3 separate regions of the Mus musculus genome follow, and all the other regions are linked to region 1. A link is a contact called in public Hi-C and HiCAR-type data. All regions are on one chromosome and are shown on one strand. The core of a region is the stretch at or near the end of the contact, and the rest is flanking DNA. Distances in the headings are between cores, read along the strand shown.

What was found. A called contact is a pair of places that touch in the nucleus more often than the background predicts. HiCAR-type assays count read pairs that join an accessible place to other places.
Region 2: a HiCAR-type map of astrocytes shows a contact between it and region 1, with 2.0 times the contacts expected there. The contact joins two enhancer-like sites. A contact is called at or near these places in 1 of 115 datasets of contacts at active chromatin or transcription factors (astrocytes) and 1 of 9 other capture datasets (embryonic stem cells).
Region 3: a Hi-C map of the N1E-115 cell line shows a contact between it and region 1, with 4 times the contacts expected there. The contact joins two enhancer-like sites. A contact is called at or near these places in 2 of 484 Hi-C or Micro-C datasets (the HL-1 cell line and the N1E-115 cell line).

What each region holds. Positions count from the first base shown.
Region 1 is chr6:119,217,916-119,221,069 of GRCm38.p6, forward strand. It overlaps Dcp1b (decapping mRNA 1B), which reads left to right. Exons shown (of 9, transcript NM_001033379.3): 8 at 1-64; 9 at 2,088-3,154. The coding sequence ends at 2,165. Among named protein-coding and RNA genes, the nearest start is that of Cacna2d4, 17 kb to the right of the region's middle. Within about 2 kb of position 1,531, at least 26 of the 459 cell types and tissues checked have an H3K27ac peak or open chromatin away from gene starts, as enhancers often do. A contact at or near this core is called in the N1E-115 cell line and astrocytes, where this site is marked.
Region 2 is chr6:118,737,168-118,740,321 of GRCm38.p6, forward strand. The region is part of intron 8 of Cacna1c (calcium channel, voltage-dependent, L type, alpha 1C subunit); the gene reads right to left. Among named protein-coding and RNA genes, the nearest start is that of 1700080F18Rik, 100 kb to the right of the region's middle. Within about 2 kb of position 1,679, at least 8 of the 459 cell types and tissues checked have an H3K27ac peak or open chromatin away from gene starts, as enhancers often do. A contact at or near this core is called in astrocytes, where this site is marked.
Region 3 is chr6:118,844,409-118,847,562 of GRCm38.p6, forward strand. The region is part of intron 3 of Cacna1c (calcium channel, voltage-dependent, L type, alpha 1C subunit); the gene reads right to left. It overlaps 1700080F18Rik (a long non-coding RNA gene), which reads left to right. Exons shown (of 2, transcript XR_003956354.1): 1 at 1-1,871. Among named protein-coding and RNA genes, the nearest start is that of 1700080F18Rik, 5.4 kb to the left of the region's middle. Within about 2 kb of position 1,688, at least 34 of the 459 cell types and tissues checked have an H3K27ac peak or open chromatin away from gene starts, as enhancers often do. A contact at or near this core is called in the N1E-115 cell line, where this site is marked.

The DNA of each region.
Region 1 (3,154 bases), core at 281-2,780:
CACCGTGGCCAGCAGGCCCCTCACCAGGCTGCAGCTCCAGGAGGCACTGCTGAACCTCATCCAGGTAAGACTGTTGACCTTACAGTCGGCACCAGGGCAGGGTGAGTTGTCTCATGCCTACTTTGGACTCTGTAGAGTGCTACCACCTCCCCCAACAGCTTCTAAACTCAGTTAACTGGATGAGATCTCTCAGGGCTTCAAGAGATTTGTGACTTGGAGGAATGAGTAAGGCCTCCTAGGTGCCAGCAGCCAGAAAGAAAGGGACCATGTGATGAAGGATCGGCCAGCTAGGGCACCCTAGGAGCTCACTCTTGGGAATAGTCGTAGAGTCATGTAGGGCAAGCTGCTACGGTTTTGAAACCTGCTGCTGAGAACAGGGTGGAATGATAAGATGCCTTGTCAGCCCCTGCCTTGAGTGTCTCTGCTGCTCTGTGTGGTAACTCACAGCGAACTGTGCTGTGTACTACTTTAACTTTAATGCTTACAGGAAAGCCTCTTATATGGGCTAACGAGATCAGGTAAAGGTGCTTGCCACCAAGCCTGATGATCCCCATAATGGGAGAAGAGATTCCTAAGTGTGGTCTTCTCACACAAATACATACACATTCACACAAAATAAATCTGTAAAATTAACAGTTAAGACCCTCTTGTTTGATTCCACAGACAAGGAAACTGAGGCTTGTGTTTGGTCTGGTGTGACACTGAGCCTGGCTGCTGTGCTCCCATCTCCCCTCGTATGGCCTTTGTAAATTAATGTTCCATTGTATAGTGGAGCATTCTCCTGAGTGAATGATAGGCCTTGGTAAGGGTAGTGCTCAAAGCCACAGAGAAGCAGGCACCTCAACTAATGTGTTTAGGAATCCCGGTAGGCCGTCCTGAAGGTGTCTGCAGGCTCTGTGTAAGCATCAGACTGCTGCAGGAGAACAGGCCAGCCTTTGTGTGTCTGGTTCTCCAGTTGCTGTTTAATCCCTATTACTGAAAACATTTCTAAGATAACATGTTTTAGAAAGAACAAAAAGGATGGGACTGGAAATGAGCATCTGTTTGGAAGGAGAACGCAGTCCGCTGTGATTGAGCCTCCCTGTTTAATTATGTCACTAAGCTTACGTATGCACTAAGACAGAAACTCTTACAGATAGCCTAACATGGTAAGTTCATGAGAATTTAGAACAAATGCCTACAAATTTCTTTATCAGAACAGTAAAGAAATGTAAGCCTAAGCTTAGATTTTAGGGATTGTTGCTTTTCTTGGCTCACTCCCCTCTGGTCGCATAACCCAGGGCTGTGTGTTTTGACTTAGCCATTCAGTCCTGTGGCCTCTGGTCTCTGTGTGTGTTTCACACTTCTCCATGGTGCCAATTTGGTATCCCTGATACACTACTAAAAGTGACTCAGGGCATCTTTGTAGGAAAGGCAGAAATAATCTCTTTATTCGTCCTTTGAGCACGTCACTGACTGTGGTGTGGAGAAGGAGTACGTCAGAGAGGGTGAAACGTAGGTGACTGCAGAAGCCTCATTGCCTTTGAGTGGGAGGGGAAAGCCTCTAGCATTCATCAAGAACAGCACTGCTTAGACCCAGCCTTCCCTTCCCTCCTTACCTAGACAGAAGAGCGCAGAGACTCCCTAGCTACTGCTGTTCATTTGCCAAGGCCGGAGGCTTCCCGCAGGCCATGGGAAGAAACCCTGCTGGCTTTGGTAAATTACCAGTGAGCCACGCTGTGGGTAAAACCCAGTGAATGCCTGAAAGGCTGACACACAGACATTCCCGGCAGCCTGGAGGGTGTTTAGGAAGGACCATTCCAACTCGCCAGCTCCTACCCAATGGCCGAGACACTTCGTGTGGCTCGTTCCTCCTGGCTGTGCTGGGTGTTCTGAGCACATGGTCTTCACATGTGGACAGTGAAATCGGGCAGCTCTGCCCAGCCTCGCCTCCAGCCCCTTCACATCCACACACAGGCCAACCTGCCTGCTGGCTGTCAGCACAAACAGCCGAGGTGGGTAAGGCCAGCTCAGCTCCAGGCAGGCAGGAAGTCTTGGCTTTTGCTACTTGAGTAATGGTCCCTGGACCTGTTGGCTTTGTTTTCCAGAATGATGACAACTTCTTAAGCATAATCTATGAAGCCTATCTCTTCAGCGTGACACAAGCAGCCATGAGAACCACGTAACCAGCTACATGAGAGCAAAGACTAAGAATTGATCTTCCAGGTTCTTCATGTGAACTGGTGTGACCAAACACACTTATGCCTTTTTAACAAAGTATAGTGATACAGAGTAAAATGTTTTATACTGTCTGATGTCTGGGGGTTTTGTTCCTTGTTTTTTTTTTTAAAAAAATCACACTCTCCCCTTTACTTGGTACTACAAGTTGAGCAGTTAGATGGTTCTGGCCAGGTCATGTAAGGTTCGATTTTTCCTCCATTTATGAGGCCATTTGAGGAAGAGTAGAGTTTTTCATGCGAAGGGAGGTTCTCAGAGCTATTTATTAATAGAATCGCTCAGGGTAGAGAAGGCAGTTTCTCAGGGTTGGGCTCTGTGTGCCATGGTGCTTGATAACCACCAGGGGGCAATATTACCCCACAAGTTGCCTACTAAGGGTTCCGTGTTTTCGGAAGCAATGAGGACTTTACCAAAGTCAGCCTTTTATTTGTAAAGCTCCATTTGGCATGTTTGATCTGAGCCTTTGGAGGAAGAATCTTTCTGAAGACATTTCTAGCCAGCTTTCGTTCTAAGTGTCAGCAGCGGCCCCGGCTTGAAGCAACGCTCCGTTTCTCAGTTCAAGTTGGCTTTCAGACAGCCACAGTTAGAAAATGCCCATGAGAAGAGGTAGTGGCTATTCTGGGGCAGAAGGTTGAAGATTCTCCAAGCTCTGTAGAGCTCACCTCTGTGTCCTGTGCAGAGAGGTAAGAAGCAAAATTCAAGGGGAGACAGCAGACCGACCGACTGCCTTGCATCCCCAACAGTGCGTGTGGGCATCAGCCCTGCTAAGTATTCACAATGAATAAAGCTTTGTCTTTACTGTCCTAGTTATTCCTGGGTCATAAAAAGACCTTTGAGTTAGCCCTTTATAGTTGAATCGTACTCTTCTATGGAGAATTTAAAATGGAGGCTGGGGTGGGGGTGCAGGTTTCCTTACAGCTTCTGATACCCAGACCAG
Region 2 (3,154 bases), core at 429-2,928, 480 kb before region 1:
GCCTGGGCAGCAAGGTAACATGGTGCTTCGATAGTACCATGGGCGGGGACGCAGTCACATGGGCTGCATGGAACTCCACTGGGTGACAGCCCCTGGTTCCCTTTCCTCTGCATGCCTGCCACGTGCCTGTTCTTGAGACTGAGCTAATAAAGACATGCAACCCCAGCCTGATTGGCTATGCCCAGCCCAGGGGCCAGAGCCAGCAAGACAGCCAGTCACTACTACGGGATTTGTCACAAGGCAGAAGCGCATCTGTTGCTTGCAAAATGGCCAAGATAAAATATGGGAGGAGGGGTGCTTACCATGTAAGGCAGGCAATAGGATATGGGTTGGACTAATCATGCTGACCATGGGATATTAGGCCCTTTGAAAATCAATAGTGAAGAGACAAATAAGAACTCTGCTATTACTGGGTTTGCTAAGATTTGTTTGAGACCCCAAAATCAATATTCATGGCACTCTCATGTATGAATACGCATGTAATGGCAAAATAAAAATGTGTTCCATGCTTCCTGCTAAGGTCAAACAAGGTGAGAGGCTCTCCTTAAGTCAGTTTTCATAACTTAGCAAATGTCTTTATTTAGGGTCAGTTTATTTACTGGCATTTTGTTGTTGTTGTATTTTGGGGCTTACGGAGAAAATGTGTGTCAGATCGGGATCACACCGGCATGAGTTACAGTACTGGTAGCTGCGAGTCTCGTGTTAACAAATGGGTGACAGTTACTAAATAACTTGTGTGCAGAAACACACATAGGGCTCTAGGGCTATGTTTTAACTGGTTGCCAAATGCGACTAGATACTTACTGGCAGGGGTCTAACTCTGTACTTTGCACCGTTGATCAGCATTCACCGGTGCACTGTCCGGTGTGACTTGACAGAGTGCAACCACTGAAGGATGAGGATCAACTCTGTAGTCAGCTCTCTGCTCCCACCATGGCATGTAGGGGAGTCCTCAGTCTGGACCTTCTATTTTAACATCATAGTCCAGGTACACTTCCAGGCTGTAACTTTCCCACCCATCAGGGACTCTGCTTTTACAGGCAAAAGACATGCCTGCCTCCTGATGTGAAAAAGGATGCCCAGCTAAGAGATTCTAGGTGCAGGCACATCCAAAGGCCCAGATTTCAGAGTCCATACTTCCACTCCCTCACCCATAGACTCAAATGTAATTTCAAAAGTCTCACAGTCACTGTTTGGCTTCTAATGGGCTGGAGGCTGGGATTTCTGGAGGAGAAAGTAATTCCAATCCAATTGTTACCTACACTGCTGCCAGACCTGTGCCTTGCATAGCGTAGATATGGGATCACTACATAACAAGGAAGATTTGTGAAAAGAGTCCAAGAGCTGTGTGTCCTTCACACAGTATGTTCTAGGTGGCCTTGTCAGAACAAAGGCCTTCTGGATATGCGAGGGTTGCAGATAAAGGATGCAGAACCCTCAGGTAACCAAAATATGGAAGTTTGTACATTTACAATAGAAACTCTATGGGATGCCATCCCTGCTCTGCTCTGAACACAGTGGGCACACTTTAGCCTCGCCTTGCTGACAAAAGGACATAGTTTGTGAGGATGAATTACTTCATTGAGCTGTAATTTTTAATTGGTGGATGTCAGGTTCACACCCTAACCCTTCAGTCACAGAATACTTCACAGCTGCAGTTGAAATGCCTCTGCTCTCTGGGCCCATTGAGCTCTGCCAAGTTTCCAGTTCTCCCACTGAACAACGAGCCCTCCTGGGCCAGCCAGGCAGCATTTCCCAGCTCTTTCCATTCCCTGGCCGTGTCTGGAAGCTTGCAGACTGCTCTGCAACACCTCTCCTTTTTGTAGTGTCTGATCTCCCCTTCCCACTTCCTCCTGCAACTGTGGAGTGACAAGAAGAGGCTGTGGATGGATGATGTTCTGGCCCAGCCCTCCATCCTTTAAACTTTTCTATTAGAATGGATGCAGCTTCCTCATTTGAACCTCAGTCTTTCCTTCTGTGAAATGGAAGCATGAGTAGCTTCTAGCTCATGAAGCTGTCATGAACACTGAATCAACTAACATGAGCTATGCAGAGCACAGGCTCTGACACAGTATGGGGAGACAGACTGTGCCATCCTTGGGATAGTGCTTTCATGGGCTCCAAGGCTTCCTCGTTTTTCTGAAAGGTTGGTCTAACTCACGTCTAGCTGATGAATGAGTGGGATTTCCCCCCTGAATATTTGAGGTTAACAATTACACTGCTGTCCTTATTAATCAAGATGCCAATTTTAAACCATCACCAGTGTGGCTTAAACTCACTGGAGCTTGTTTCCTGGTTTGTCACTGCACAGGTTAGAGGCAATGCATTCAGAGTCACGGGACCTTGACAAAAGCCAGAAGGGGTGGACAACTGCTTACAGACATCTGGCTGGCTGGACAAAGGGCCCATCAATGTGTCTGGAACTGCCCGGAGCATGCTGCAACTTTGTGGATGCTCGGGTGCTAGCAGGCCCCAGAACAGAGCAAATGAACTGCAGGTTCAGAGGCTAAAGAGTCGTTATATTCCTGTCCCATGTCAATCAAATGTTCTGAAAGCCATTAAGCATCAAAACATTGGATTATGCACATCTATGTAACTACTTGATCTAAATGAGACCAAGGTGTCATTTCAAAATGATCTTTCGCCAGCATCAGCAGCTGCTCCTTTAACATCTCTGACTCGACACCAGCAGGTTGGCCACACTTGTGGGAGACAGGGACAGCAATGGCTGTAAGGATGAAAACGGAGCCTTCAGAGTCTGGTTCGCATTCTCCAGATTGTATTGCTACATGCTAAGATTTGGTCCCTAACATCTGAGGGAAGAAAATGGAATTTAAGTTCCATACATATATTGGTTTAGAGCTCCGGGCTACGCGACAACCAGACTTATTCAATGCAGAGCTAGCAGCCAGTGATAAGAAAACAGGATCCAAACTAAGCCTTCAGGCCCAAGTCTGCCGACTGCCAGAAAAGTGACGTGTCTTGGCTCAAGCTACTCATCTTTAAAAGTCAAAGTAGTTACTGCAGTCAGCACTGCTACTGAGCGCTGACTGTATACTAGTCCTGTGCCTAATACTCTACTTGGACATTCCCGTTCATTCTACAGTGACAGCCACCCATGAGCTGATGTTATCTTTCTTTTTTTGACATGGAA
Region 3 (3,154 bases), core at 438-2,937, 370 kb before region 1:
TTATTGGTTTTATTATTACTTTTAAACTCCCCATAGACAACAAGTCCCTAAAGACCATAGAGGACAGGTGCTCCATCAGCCCATCCCCTGGAGGGCCCTTAAACTCATGCATTGGCCTAAATGTGTTAGGCTGGACCACTGGAGCGGGACCAGCATCCTGCGGATAGGTTTATGAAAGGAGTCCTCCATCCCTGGGATATTCTGATAGAAGTGTGAGATTTTAAGGACTGCAGACTAAAGAGGCCAGAGAGAGGCTGCCGAGTCTGTCTATCCATCAAGGCATTCAACCCACCCCGATAGAAGGGCCTATGGTCTTGATTTTGGTAGCTTACTCCTAAGGCCTGGTGTTCCACCACCACCAGGGTGGCTGTGCTATGTCAAACTTACATCTGGAAGGCACAGAAGCCTGAAGAAGGAAGGGCAATAGCATCCTTGATCTACTAAGATGTGTGTGAATGTGTCCTCAAGCCCACGAGTGCACACTACCTATGCAAAGCCATGCACCTTGACCATGTGCATCTCCATATTCCCTCCATTGAAACCACTGGAATCTACACAGGCCACTCATCTATTACACCTGTTTGATTAGGGAACCTTAGGACTATTTCTCATCCTGCCTTCCCATGTAAGAGATGGCGACACTCCCATGCAACATGGGGAGACCCTGTAAGCCACTTTCAGATGGCACACAGAGCTAGAAAGAACTCTAGGAGTCACAGATGGCTTTCCACCTTTGTCCTCACTACTGGTGTGACTTAGGGGCAATTATAAATTGTCTATGAACCTCATTTCAGCCAGCAGCAGAATGGGGCAGAGGTGGCCACGGTTTTAAGTGAGCAGTGTCAGTTGCATGGATAAATGCGTACACGCTGTGCTTCTGAGTCCACAGTGTCAGTTACATGGGCAAAGATAACACTGCCTTTGTGCCCAGCATCCACGGCTGCAGTGAGAAAAGCAGTGTGCTTTTTGAAATGTCCTGGCTGTCACCCCGTAACCAAAATGACAGTTTGATGGATGCTGATAGTGTGAGTGAATAAAACACAGTATCTCTCTTTGGGAGAGACTCCTGAGCCACCTGTGAGCCCGTGAGCCACAAGGGTGGCACACTAAGATGAAATAGGAACAGCAACACTGTCTGAAAAAAAAAAGCCCAGCCTGGGTCCTGAGCCTGGCCAGTATGGTGCCCTCTGTCAGTAGCTTAGGTTACTGATCCCAGACTTCCAGAAAAAAAGAGAAGGAGGGGGAGGAGGAGGAAGGGGAGGAGGAGGAGGAGGAGGAGGAGGAGGAGGGGAAGAAGAAGAAGAAGAAGAAGAAGAAGAAGAAGAAGAAGAAGAAGAAGAAGAAGAAGAAGAAGAAGAAGAAGAAGAAGAAGAACTGAGAAGCAGAAGGCACCCCAGGGAGGGAGGGCACAAAGCACTCATGAAAGTCTTGCTTTCTGTGGAACCTCCAGCTACTGCTCCGGAGCTGAAATGCTAACTATGGGTTCCTAGGACAGCCCATTTAATTTCTCCTTTTGTTGGCTGGATCCCAGCCCTCCCTTCTCCTCCAGGCTCCTCCCCAAATATCTCACCAGCTGTGGAGTTGCCCCACCCCTAATTATTAGCCCAGGGCTGCCAAGCTGCAGCTCCACCCCCGCAGAGGATGGCAGCAGAGCACAGAATGTGACAATGGCAGCAGCAGGTGGCCCTTCAGAAAAGGCCAGATCCCCCTCTCTGTGATTACTGCCATCCATCTGCAGGCAGACAGGCCCTGGGCAACTCTGCTCCTAGGGGGTACTGTCCTCTCTTTGTGGACACAAGTGAGGACAGAAAGGTGAGCTAGGAACACACCCAGCCAGCCATAAAAGGCTGAGCCATCAGTCCAAGACCACGGTAGGTATCCTGGTTAGACCTCAGTGCCAGAGTCTTCAGAGAACACTGAATAGAAGAGTTCAGCCTTCCACGGCTTCCCCGGGGCAGAGGATTCCTGGGACGCGAATGGTCCCTATTGTGACACAAAATGCCAGTGCCTCTTTGCCTGTCACAGAAGGGCAAGGCGACCCCTTTAAGAAGTGACAGGAAACTCCAGCAGTATCCCAGCCATCCCAGTGTATCTGCTTCACTCCGTCCTGTCCCTGAAGTAGCCACCGAGCAACTGCTCGCTCACCTATTGTTGGTTGAGAATGTTGTATATCCCCGCATTGTGCTGTGGGTGGGAGCTACAAGATCTGAGAGGCCTTACCCACTCCGTCCATCTCCAAGCACAGATCTCCTGGGAGCATCATACACGTGACTTTATAGAGACTTTGTGAGCCTGACAAGGAATGCTTTCCTAAACGGAGCTCAGACTTGCCCCAAGTCCCCTGGCCTTCTGATCCGGTGTGTTCTCTACTGTAGAATGCTTTCTGTGGGCACACAGACTCCTCTTCCCCAAGTAACAGCAGGGACTAAGGGGCAGCTGTGGCGGTGGGTTCTCCGTGAGCAATCTTTGCAGTTTCTGTGACGTTTATTAAAACAGCCACTGGAGGAGAGCTCTGTGCTGAGGCGGGTGGTGTGAGGGAATGACCGATACTCTGCTTCCCTGCCTGGTCTGACTCTCCACTCTTCTAGCTTGCTTGTTTATCTCATCCTTCTCTAACAACTTAAGGTTGGTTTAATCTATGGTCCTCCCAGGTGAGAAGGGCCCTGTTTGTCTTCATTCCTCTTAATCTGGTGGCCTGTGCCAATACAATACTCTCTGCAGTGTAGGCAGCTGGAGTCACTACTGAGCCCTGGCCGGCAGTGAGGCCGGGGGAATCTTGTTAATTACAGCTTCACTGGGCTGGTTAGACTCTTGTCAACTTGACACAAGCTAGGGTCATCTGGTAAAAAGGATCTTCAATTGAGAAGAAGGCCTCCATGAGATTAGGCTGTAGGGAAGTTGGTGGGAGACATTTTCATAATGAGTGATTGATGTAGGAGGGTCCCAGCCCAATGTGGGTGGTACTACCTCTGATCAGGTACTCTTGGGGTATGTAAGAAAAACAGGCTGAGAATCAAGTCACAGAGAGAAAACTAGTAAGCAGCACTCCTCCATGGTCTCGGCTTCAGTTCCTGCCGTGGCTTTCCCAGCTAAACGTAGTAGGTAACATGACAGACAGACTATACAGGGTAAAACTAAAATAAACCTTTTCTCC